Linked DNA regions of Mus musculus: all the other regions are linked to region 1. A link is a contact called in public ChIA-PET and HiChIP or PLAC-seq data. All regions are on one chromosome and are shown on one strand. Each heading gives the region's core, a stretch centred on a gene start, on an enhancer-like site or on the middle of the called end of the contact. The rest is flanking DNA. Distances are from core to core; before and after follow the strand shown.

The links. ChIA-PET counts read pairs in DNA pulled down with a chosen protein or histone mark. HiChIP or PLAC-seq counts read pairs in DNA pulled down with a chosen protein or histone mark.
Region 2: a contact with region 1 is called in an H3K27ac HiChIP or PLAC-seq map of microglia, with 6 times the contacts expected there. The contact joins the promoter of Ccdc160 here to the promoter of Hprt in region 1. A contact is called at or near these places in 4 of 39 promoter capture datasets (hippocampal neurons, liver, pre-B cells and 1 more), 3 of 115 datasets of contacts at active chromatin or transcription factors (the 230-238 cell line, embryonic stem cells and microglia) and 2 of 9 other capture datasets (adipose tissue and liver).
Region 3: an RNA polymerase II ChIA-PET map of effector CD8 T cells shows a contact between it and region 1, with 9 read pairs. The contact joins the promoter of Kis2 here to the promoter of Hprt in region 1. A contact is called at or near these places in 2 of 39 promoter capture datasets (the C10 cell line and pre-B cells) and 2 of 115 datasets of contacts at active chromatin or transcription factors (effector CD8 T cells and embryonic stem cells).

What each region holds. Positions count from the first base shown.
Region 1 is chrX:52,986,196-52,989,340 of GRCm38.p6, reverse strand. It overlaps Hprt (hypoxanthine guanine phosphoribosyl transferase), which reads right to left and starts at 1,263. Exons shown (of 9, transcript NM_013556.2): 1 at 1,091-1,263. The coding sequence starts at 1,117.
Region 2 is chrX:52,789,886-52,792,816 of GRCm38.p6, reverse strand. It overlaps Ccdc160 (coiled-coil domain containing 160), which reads right to left and starts at 1,617. Exons shown (of 2, transcript NM_001034059.1): 1 at 1,492-1,617.
Region 3 is chrX:52,743,192-52,746,407 of GRCm38.p6, reverse strand. It overlaps Kis2 (Kaplan integration site 2), which reads left to right and starts at 1,815. Exons shown (of 1, transcript NR_003188.1): 1 at 1,815-3,216.

The sequences.
Region 1 (3,145 bases), core at 14-2,513:
TAAGACCCTGCCTGAAAACATCAAGATAAAGTACGTGTGAGTGGGAAAGTCAACCAACAAGTAACCAGATACCTGCTAAATCTGTAGTATATAAAGCATAATATGACATTTAAGGAGTACCAGAGGCAAGAATAAGAATAGAGCAGGCTAAAGTCGTTAATCAGAAGCAGGAGCTATGGGATGTTCTAGCAAGCATGATCAGCAAGGTTATGGCGTTGGGATTGATAGGGGAGACAGAGCTTGGCAGGTTAGAAAAAATTGAGCCAATGGGAGAAAAGGCAGGATATCTGAAGATGAGTGTGGAAAAAAGTCATCCAACGTAACAACCAAATCCATACTTTTTTTTTTTTTTAAATTCCCACAGCATCCAAGGGCATGGGCTCCCAAGTCAAGTGTATCTGAAGCCAAAGCCCATTATTCTGGGCCATGGGGGGGTAAAAAAACAAAACAAAACAAAACAAAAAACGAGCCGCCTTTCCACTCTTCAGGTGGAAAATAGGCGTGATTTTCACTGCCTGGGCCGCAGCGCTGATTCAACGGAGTGATTGCGCATTCCCACAAATATGAATTATGGCATCTGCAGAATTAGGGGCAAAGTCCAGGCCTGAACATGCCCTCTCATGCGGTCGTCTTGGGAACCGAAGCTCCTTCTAGAGGTGTTCCCTGGCCGCCAAACCCCAAACTTGTAGAGCTGGGCCTCTCCCAGGAGAGCTCCCCCGCCCTCCCCGCGCCTGATCCTTCCTGAAGCCGCCCTCCGCCGCTTGCCACCGCGCGCGTCCGCCGGCCGCACATGTCAAGTCCAACGCCATTGCCACCTTCCTGGTCCACACGCAGCCTGCCCTCTCTCTCTGTCGGGGCTCACTGGAGGGGCATCCCCACCCCCGAACCCCGCCATCCCGTCCTGCCCGCCGCCCTCATGGGGCATCTAGCCAGACTCCAGGAATCCCTGACCGCCCCCGCCATCAAAGAGTCCCGGCCGCCCCAGCGCCCAGAGCGGGCCTCGGGAGCCTCAGGGCTCCGGCCTGCGTCACTGTGCCACCGGGCGCATGGGGCCCGGCTGTGGGGCTCTGCTGGAGTCCCCTTGGCTCACCACGACGCTGGGACTGCGGGTCGGCATGACGGGACCGGTCGGCTCGCGGCAAAAAGCGGTCTGAGGAGGAAGCCGGCGGAGGAGGTGCTACCGCTCCGGAAAGCAGTGAGGTAAGCCCAACGCTCTCCCTCGCCGCCTCAGCAATGGCTCAGAAACGCTGCCGGCCAGGCTCCGCCCCTCGGCCCGCCCTCTCGGCCCGCCCAGGCTCCGTCCCCGGAGGCTCCGCTGGGCGTTCTCCCGCGCGCGCGCCACCAAAGGCAGTTCCGGAACTCTTATCTGACTAGGTGGGCCTGATAATTTTCTTTCTGAAGAAAATGGTACTGGCCATACCGCAGCCCCCAGGCCCTCTGTCGTCTCCCAGAGGATTCCCAGATAATCACTCCGCATTTTTCTCCCTCCTCATGAGTCTAAACAGCTCTAAATCATGATGTGATTCCTCAAGATTTAGGCCCAGTTCTTTCACAAATTTTTACTTAGTCATAAGATTTGAGATCCAGCCGGGCGGTGGTGGCGCACGCCTTTAATCCCAGCATTTAGGAGGCAGAGGCAGGCGGATTTCTGAGTTCAAGGCCAGTCTGGTCTACAAAGTGGAGTACCAATCCAAAAGGAAAAATAAACTACTTAGTAACCTTAGGAGAAATAGACCCTAAAATGCTTTTTGCCTTTACATAAAATGAGCATTTTAAGCCAAGTATGGTTTAAAAAAAAAAAAAAGGCTTTTATGCCCAGCTACCAAGAAAGGAGAATCACATACATATTCGACCTACCCAGACAATTAAGATCTTGCTTCAAAATAAAAATTGTTAAGGTGGAATAGGGATGGAGAAAGACATCTTGCACATGACTGCAACACACACAAAAGAAATGCTGATAGAGATTCATATATTACCAAATAAGATGCCATTTCTTACATGTTGATTTTAGTCAGGTGTGGCGACACATATGTGTAATCCCAGCACTACAGAGGTAGGAGAATTACAACTGTGAATTCCAGACGAGCCTGCATTACAAAGTGAGACCCTGGCTGAAAAACAACTAACTAACTAACTAACCAACGAACGAACAAACTGACTGACTAGTGTTTGAAAAAATAAAAGAGCCAGGAAGAGAGCAGAGCAGTAGTACATTTGGGCTCTAAGAGGCTCTGGGTTCAATCTTTTTTTTTTTTTTTTTTGGTTTTTTTTTGAGACAGGGTTTCTCTGTATAGCCCTGGCTGTCCTGGAACTCACTTTGTAGACCAGGCTGGCCTTGAACTCAGAAATCCGGCTGCCTCTGCCTCCCGAGTGCTGGGATTAAAGGCGTGTGCCACCGCGCCCGGCTTCTGGGTTCAATCTTATACAACAACAACAAAAAAAGAATGAATAAACAAATAAATAGATAAAGTAAGCATATTAACCGTACTTGATGGGAATATGGGGGAATTAAAGGATTGCACACATACATTTGAGCGAGCATACATATGGGACACAATATAAAAGTACACAATGTATGGGAACTGTGGCTGTTATTCATATTTATTTTTTTCTCCACAATTTCCTGCATGGAATTTGTTTTATATTTTGTTTACCTATTAGATATTTTTTAAGACAGGTCTGTTTTTTAAGACAGGTCCTTCTATAGCCCAAGCTGGCCACAAACTTACTTTGTTGCTGAGTATGGCCTGGAACCCCTGTTCCTCTTGTCTCCATCTCCCAAGTACTGGGATTATAGACATCTGACTATCCAATGTGAAATCAGAAAACAAAATCGTCCTCTATTTTCAAAAGCAGCCAGCAGTTGCTTGCCCCTAATGCTACTGTCAATATCTCCATTTGTATCTACCCAGCACCCATTACCATGTTTGACTATAGTCAGTGGCCACGCTTTTATTAAGGATACTAATATGAGAAATTTGATGGTAGATGTGGGGTTTTTTTTGTTTGTTTTATTGGTTTCGTTTGCTTTTGGTTGTTTTCTGAGACAGGGTCTCTCTGTGTAGCTCTGGCTGTCCTGAAACTCTCTCCCTAGACCGGACTGGCTTTGAACTCACAAAGATCTTCCTGCTGGGTGATGGGA
Region 2 (2,931 bases), core at 368-2,867, 200 kb after region 1:
TCTGGTAACAATGATTTTTAACTGAGTTATTTTGGGGTTTTGTTTTTAAGAAGGAAAAAGGAAAATCTCTACTGTCCTCCCTAGCTTACGAACTTCGCGGGATGACATTTTAAGGCAAGGGCTTTCATGTTTCCCCTGAAGTTTATTTGACTTAGCTCAAGTCTTCAGGGCACTTTTCTTTTGAACGTTTATGAGGCCGTCTTGGAAGCGTGCTGACAGGGATGAGTGATGCTTTGCTTACAAAGTTGAAGGTTTATGTTGGGCAAGACTCTGAGCTTCTGAACTCCCAGGATGAGATAACAACCAGAACAACTGTACTTACCCTTCCTGAGGTCCAAGGTCTTAGACCGGATGTCACTGGTCTCCTCCAGCTTGAGCTGGAAAAAACAGTTCACCACCACCACCCCCACCTCCCTACAGGAAATATAATTTAAAGAATGTCCCAAACCCATGTTATTCTCTGAAGTGTCCATTCAAGTCACAGATGCTACACCTACAATGTCTGTGGGTCTATCTGCAATGTGGCACCAGACAGAAGTCATTTCTCTTTCTAAGTTTTCAGCCCATTTTTCCAAGTGTTATGCTACCGTCTTCCTTCCTCGGGCAATACAAATGTCAAGTGGGGCAAGAACCACACTGATACTGCATTCACCACGGTTATCTCTTTACCCTGAGCATGTATTGAACAGACAAGCCACCTGTGGTGGAGACAGAAGCTTGCTGATTACAATGTGCCTACCAAGAGTCACAGGGCTGGAACCTAGGCCTGGCTTCCCTCCTTCGAGTAGAGTTAATTTGTAAAAACATGACACAGAGAAATGGTCCCGCTTTTTTTTTTTTTTTTTTTTTGCTTTCATCTTTCAGGGTTCTAACATATGGGTCAAGTGCCCACTTCCCTGGACAGAATGTCCCTTCTATTGTTTAGGCAATATGGAGAGAGAAACAAAGTGCCACCGAAAACTCAGCACTGTGTGTGGCTATGATCCTCAATTCTTTGTTATTAGTGTGAAATTATCCCTTCTTGAAGAAAAGATACGGAGTCCCCTGAGTTCCCAAGGCTTAGACTTTATTACTATGGGAGTCACATTCTTGCTATAAAGCTGTATCTTTATATGCATAGTTTGGGGATTTTTCTCTGTGAATGGTTAACTGAAACTCCTGCCATCCTTGCTTCTATGGAAAAGAAGGTGGCCAGGAACAAGATGTTGTTAGAACCCCCACTGCAGGTGACTCTTTTCACCTCCCAGTCCAGATCCTGTAGCTAGTGGGTGAATGGATAAGCTTGACCCCACTTCTCTGTCCACAACCCCTTTCCCACGCCCTGTTTCTTTTCTTTCCAAACACACGCTAGCTCCAGCCTGGGGCTCTCAAGAGAAAAAAAAAAAAACCTGCTGCTGGGACTTCCTTGGTTTTCCGCCCTCTTGCTGGGAGAGTCAGGGGGTAAAGAGGGGCGCGCCAGGGGAACCCGGGATGTCCCTTACACAGACATACCTGGAAGCGCGGGTGCGGTTGGAGAGCCCTGTCCACTCTTCCCCGAAGCCGGTCACTACCGACAGGAGGCAGCCCCTTGTTCAGTGCTAGCCACCACGACCCGGCCAGGCTGGCCCGGGGCAGAGCCTCTGCAGTGCAGCTCCAGCGCGGGCCGCACTGTTGCCTAGCAACCAGGCGGATGGATTTAAAGGGACCGGGCACTGAAGGAACCGGTCGCTGCAGGTTGAGTACTGCTGCTAGTCAGGGAGTCAAGGCCGGACCAGAGCACTGAGCATGCCCGGTAGGGCGGCCACTGTGGTGGCTTCTGCCAGGCAAGAGATAGGAAAGCAGGGAGAAGACGCTGAGTCAGAATAGGAAAGGTCAAGAAAATGCTAGGCAAACCCATGCACCGCTGGGACTATTAGACTAGATGTGGGAGATTCTCAAGGCTATGTGACCACCGACTGTGGAGAAATGGAGAGGCAGTTGCATAGGGTTAATCCCCTAGATTTGGTATTTAGTAACAGGATGTTATGGAGGATTCGCTTTGGAAGACCTTAGGTTGGAGTCAGGGTTGCTAATAATGTGGGAGTTGCATCATATCCCCATCTCTACCTTATGTACCTGTCGAAGGTCAGTCCAATGGCTTAGCCAGAAGTTCTACATTAGGCAAAGCACTAAAAAGAACCTTGAGTCAGAACCTGGCTCTACCTGTGTAAAAAATGAGGCCTGTCTCTCCATCCATATTGTCTCCATTTATCACTCAAGAATTTGCCTAAGTTGTTCTTGAACCCATTTGAATGTAAAAACGTTGAGGACAACTAGTTTACACTATACTCAAGGGTTAAAAAAAAAAATCACTCCACCCCATAATCAGCATCCAAACGCTGACACCATTGCATACACTAGCAAGATTTTATTGAAAGGACCCAGATGTAGCTGTCTCTTGTGAGACTATGCCGGGGCCTAGCAAACACAGAAGTGGATGCTCACAGTCAGCTAATGGATGGATCATAGGGCTCCCAATGGAGGAGCTAGAGAAAGTAGCCAAGGAGCTAAAGGGATCTGCAACCCTATAGGTGGAACAACATTATGAACTAACCAGTACCCCGGAGCTCTTGACTCTAGCTGCATATATATCAAAAGATGGCCTAGTCGGCCATCACTGGAAAGAGAGGCCCATTGGACTTGCAAACTTTATATGCCCCAGTACAGGGGAACACCAGGGCCAAAAAGGGGGAGTGGGTGGGCAGGGGAGTGGGGGTGGGTGGATATGGGGGACTTTTGGTATAGCATTGGAAATGTAAATGAGCTAAATACCTAATAAAAAATGGAAAAAAAAAATCACTCGCTTTCCCCAGTCACCCAAATTTTCTCTTTAAGTTTTAAAGCTTCCTCACAACTTTCGAGGGGTTTCTTGGGTGACAAAACCCCGCCTCCTTAATCATATTATTTATTCTA
Region 3 (3,216 bases), core at 566-3,065, 240 kb after region 1:
TTAGGCAGGCTGCATCTACTTGTACTCATCTCATAGGATATTTTCATCTCTTCCAGCTCTCTTCTGTCTCTTAACCAAGACGCGTAGTCCGGGTGACTGTTGGTAGTGAGGTTTCTTTGGGAAAATATTCCAAAATCGGGGTAATGGGTTTTCTCATTCTGATGCTCAAGGGAATGTGTTTACTCGTTCCCAGCGCTCCCACTGCAGCTGCAGGGCACAATTAATTATGTTAATAATTTGCGAGAAGCGGATGTAACTCCCCAACTCCTCCCCCCCGGGGGGGTGACAAAAGGGGAAGGAGACATCCTGGGGTCCGACCACGTGATATTATCTTCGCGCCACTTTTACAACCCTCCCCCAGGTTTTGCTTGAGCTCATTGAGGTTTTTTTTTTTTTTAAATCCTGCTTTAATACAATGTCTCTTAAAAGAGGGTCTGAGATATGTTTCCACACCTCTCCATCACTAGCTACCTTTAAAGGTCCAAAGTTGGATTGCAGTCCATGCAACTCTCACAAGCGAGATCTGATTGGATATTAAATTTGGGCTTGCATAGTTTCCAGAAAGCATCAAACAGATGCTCTGGCATACGGTGGGAGGTCTGTTTGTGCGGGTGTTTGAAAGTGGAAGGCAGCCCACCTGTAGGAGTAACACACATTGGAGTAACGAGGGTGCTTTGCATCACTGAGACCTGAGCTGAGCCTGCAATTCTGCTTGAGCTCCACCGCTGGCCAGGGAGCAGGAGACAAGTCTTAGGAGTCTTTCAGTCCTTAGTAATCCGCTCGCCTGAACCCCTACTGTGCACCAGATTGAAACTCACGTGGTGCTCTTGTTCCCTTTTGAGCTTTGAACTGCCACAATCACCCAAGGCAACAGTGTTAGGGAGTAAGGGACCTGTCTTCGTTTCTGAGCCCCAGCTCATCCCTTCCAGTGTCCCCTCTCCTGATAGTGCGTGCTCAGTAACTTCAGGTTTATTTGTTATCTGGTCAATCACTCTTTCCACCATCTAACTCACCAAATATCTATCCTCTTGGACCCGTGCCCTCCAACAAAGCAGAGAAAGTATAGTATGGTTATCCTTTTTTGCCCCATAACCTCCTAGTATGCTTAATTTTGTATTGACGCTAAATCATAATTTTAGTTTTGTACTTGGGATGTGCTTTTAAACAGCCTTCTCTCAAATGAGTCTTAGCTGTGGAAGGGGGAAAAGCAAGGTAATTGGCATCTGTGCGTGCACCCAAGGGACATTACCATTCATAATGCCTGCTAGGAAACTGATTTAAAGGGTAAAGGTGGCGTTCAGCAAGTGTGAAACTTCAGCAGTAGCTTCACATGCCAGAACTGAAAACTTTCACATGGGCAGAGTGGATATGCCGGGTATGTATTTCTTCTCTCCTACAGACTTTCGGGACACTTTCAATCTAGCTGTGAGGTAGTGCGCATGCGCGCACTCGTTGGGACGTGGGGACACCTGGGTCCCACAACTGCTTGGGCCTCGTAGCCTATCTCCAGAGGGGGATGGGACAAGCGCTTCAGGAGCCTGACCGGACAAGGTAGTAATGAGTGCGCCATTCTGGGCAGGCGACTGTGGCACTGGTTTAGACTGGCATCCCATGGGTGCTTGGATTAAGGAAGGACTCTGGTGTTGGGGACAGAAGGGCAAGGCTGAGGGAGCGGGTCCTGTGTGTCACTGGGGCACCGTGGGCTTTGGCCTGGGCGGTGTGGGGGTTCCATTTCCTAATTCCTGTGTGGGCCGAGTGGGCGGGGGCGGGCTTTCCCCCCTAGGCTATTAAAGGCGAAGGGCGGGCTTTTCCCAGGGATCGGGCTTTGGGACGCAGCTCGAGGTGACGGACCGCTGCCACAGGCTCGTGTGCACAAGTGGTGCTGCGCGGACACTTTGGGGGTTAGGTGTGCGTGGGCCGCCGGGGCGCGTTTCCTGCACGTGGCTCCTCGCCGCCCTCCCTCCTCCACCAGCTAGGAGAGCAGAGGGCCAGGAGCTCTAGGAAGATGCGTGCGGTTCCCTGATCCTGGCAGGCAGGACAGCAGCGGGATGGTCGCGCGCGCCACCTGCCAGGGCGGGTCACTGGCAGATCCCCTACGCGCTTGTTCTGGATGACTGGACCAGGAGATGCGTACCTCCGCGGGCGCAGCTGTGATCCCAGAGAGTTAACTAAGGTGGGAGGGGATGGAGCTGGCAAGACTTGAGAAAAGCAAAGTACCTGAGTGTAGTTGAGGGGTGCCAGGCAACTCGTGAGAAAAGGACTCTCCCTTGTTGCTCTGAAGGTTTCTGGAGAACTTGTGGGTGGTCAAATGCCAGGGTGCACGTGGGGTGTGGGGCGGGAGGACTCCCGACCTACCTTGGTTTCCCTCCCACCAACCCGAGAATGGAGGGAGAGGCTTAAGCTTGGCGCGTTTTGGGGGCTTTGAATGGAGAACTCCGTTTCCCATAATGCTTTGTTTCTTTCTGTTTAATTTTGGTGGCCGCTAAGGTGTCTTGAAGACCTAAGCGCGTGGCATGACTGGCTGGAGCACACCCTGCGTTCCCAGGAGGTTCACAGATCTCTACTGGAGCCGCTGCTGAAGATGCGGGAATAGACCAGAGAAAATCCCGAAATGGTAAAAGACTGGGTCCTCTTTGCAATTTTAGAAGTTGTACAGCGACTTTCTAGTATATATGATGGAGAGCAGATGTGTTAAAGAAAGGTATTAGCTAGAAGGAGCTTTCTCTGGAGGGCTGAGGTATGGTTTTGCGAAGTTGAGTCAGGTTTTGTAATATATTTTTAGTGGAGGCAAAAATCTCTAGTTGTAGGAACCCAGTTCAAGAAGAAAAGTATAATAAGCCAATACTTGCACTATAGGAAGCAGATTTCATATTTACTTCAAAAGTTTTGCTAATTTATATTTAAAATGTTTTAAGAACTATCTTAGTCACTAAGTGGCTTCGAAAAGTTCCAACATTTAAAATATCCTTTCTCATTGAACACATTTCAAGTTTTGTGTCCCTGAAGTTTATTGGTGTCCCCCCATCAACACAAACATTCCATCATGGGAGGGAGGGAGCTCGTGACCCCTCAGACTGTCCTCTGCAGCATTTTCCTGGGTAAGATACACACTTGGAAATGAGAGAGGTTTTTCCTGTGGAAGATAATGACATGAAGCCAAAGAGCTAATCTGACTTCTTTAGGTTTAATGGAGAAAATGGGTCCATAAATGTTTAA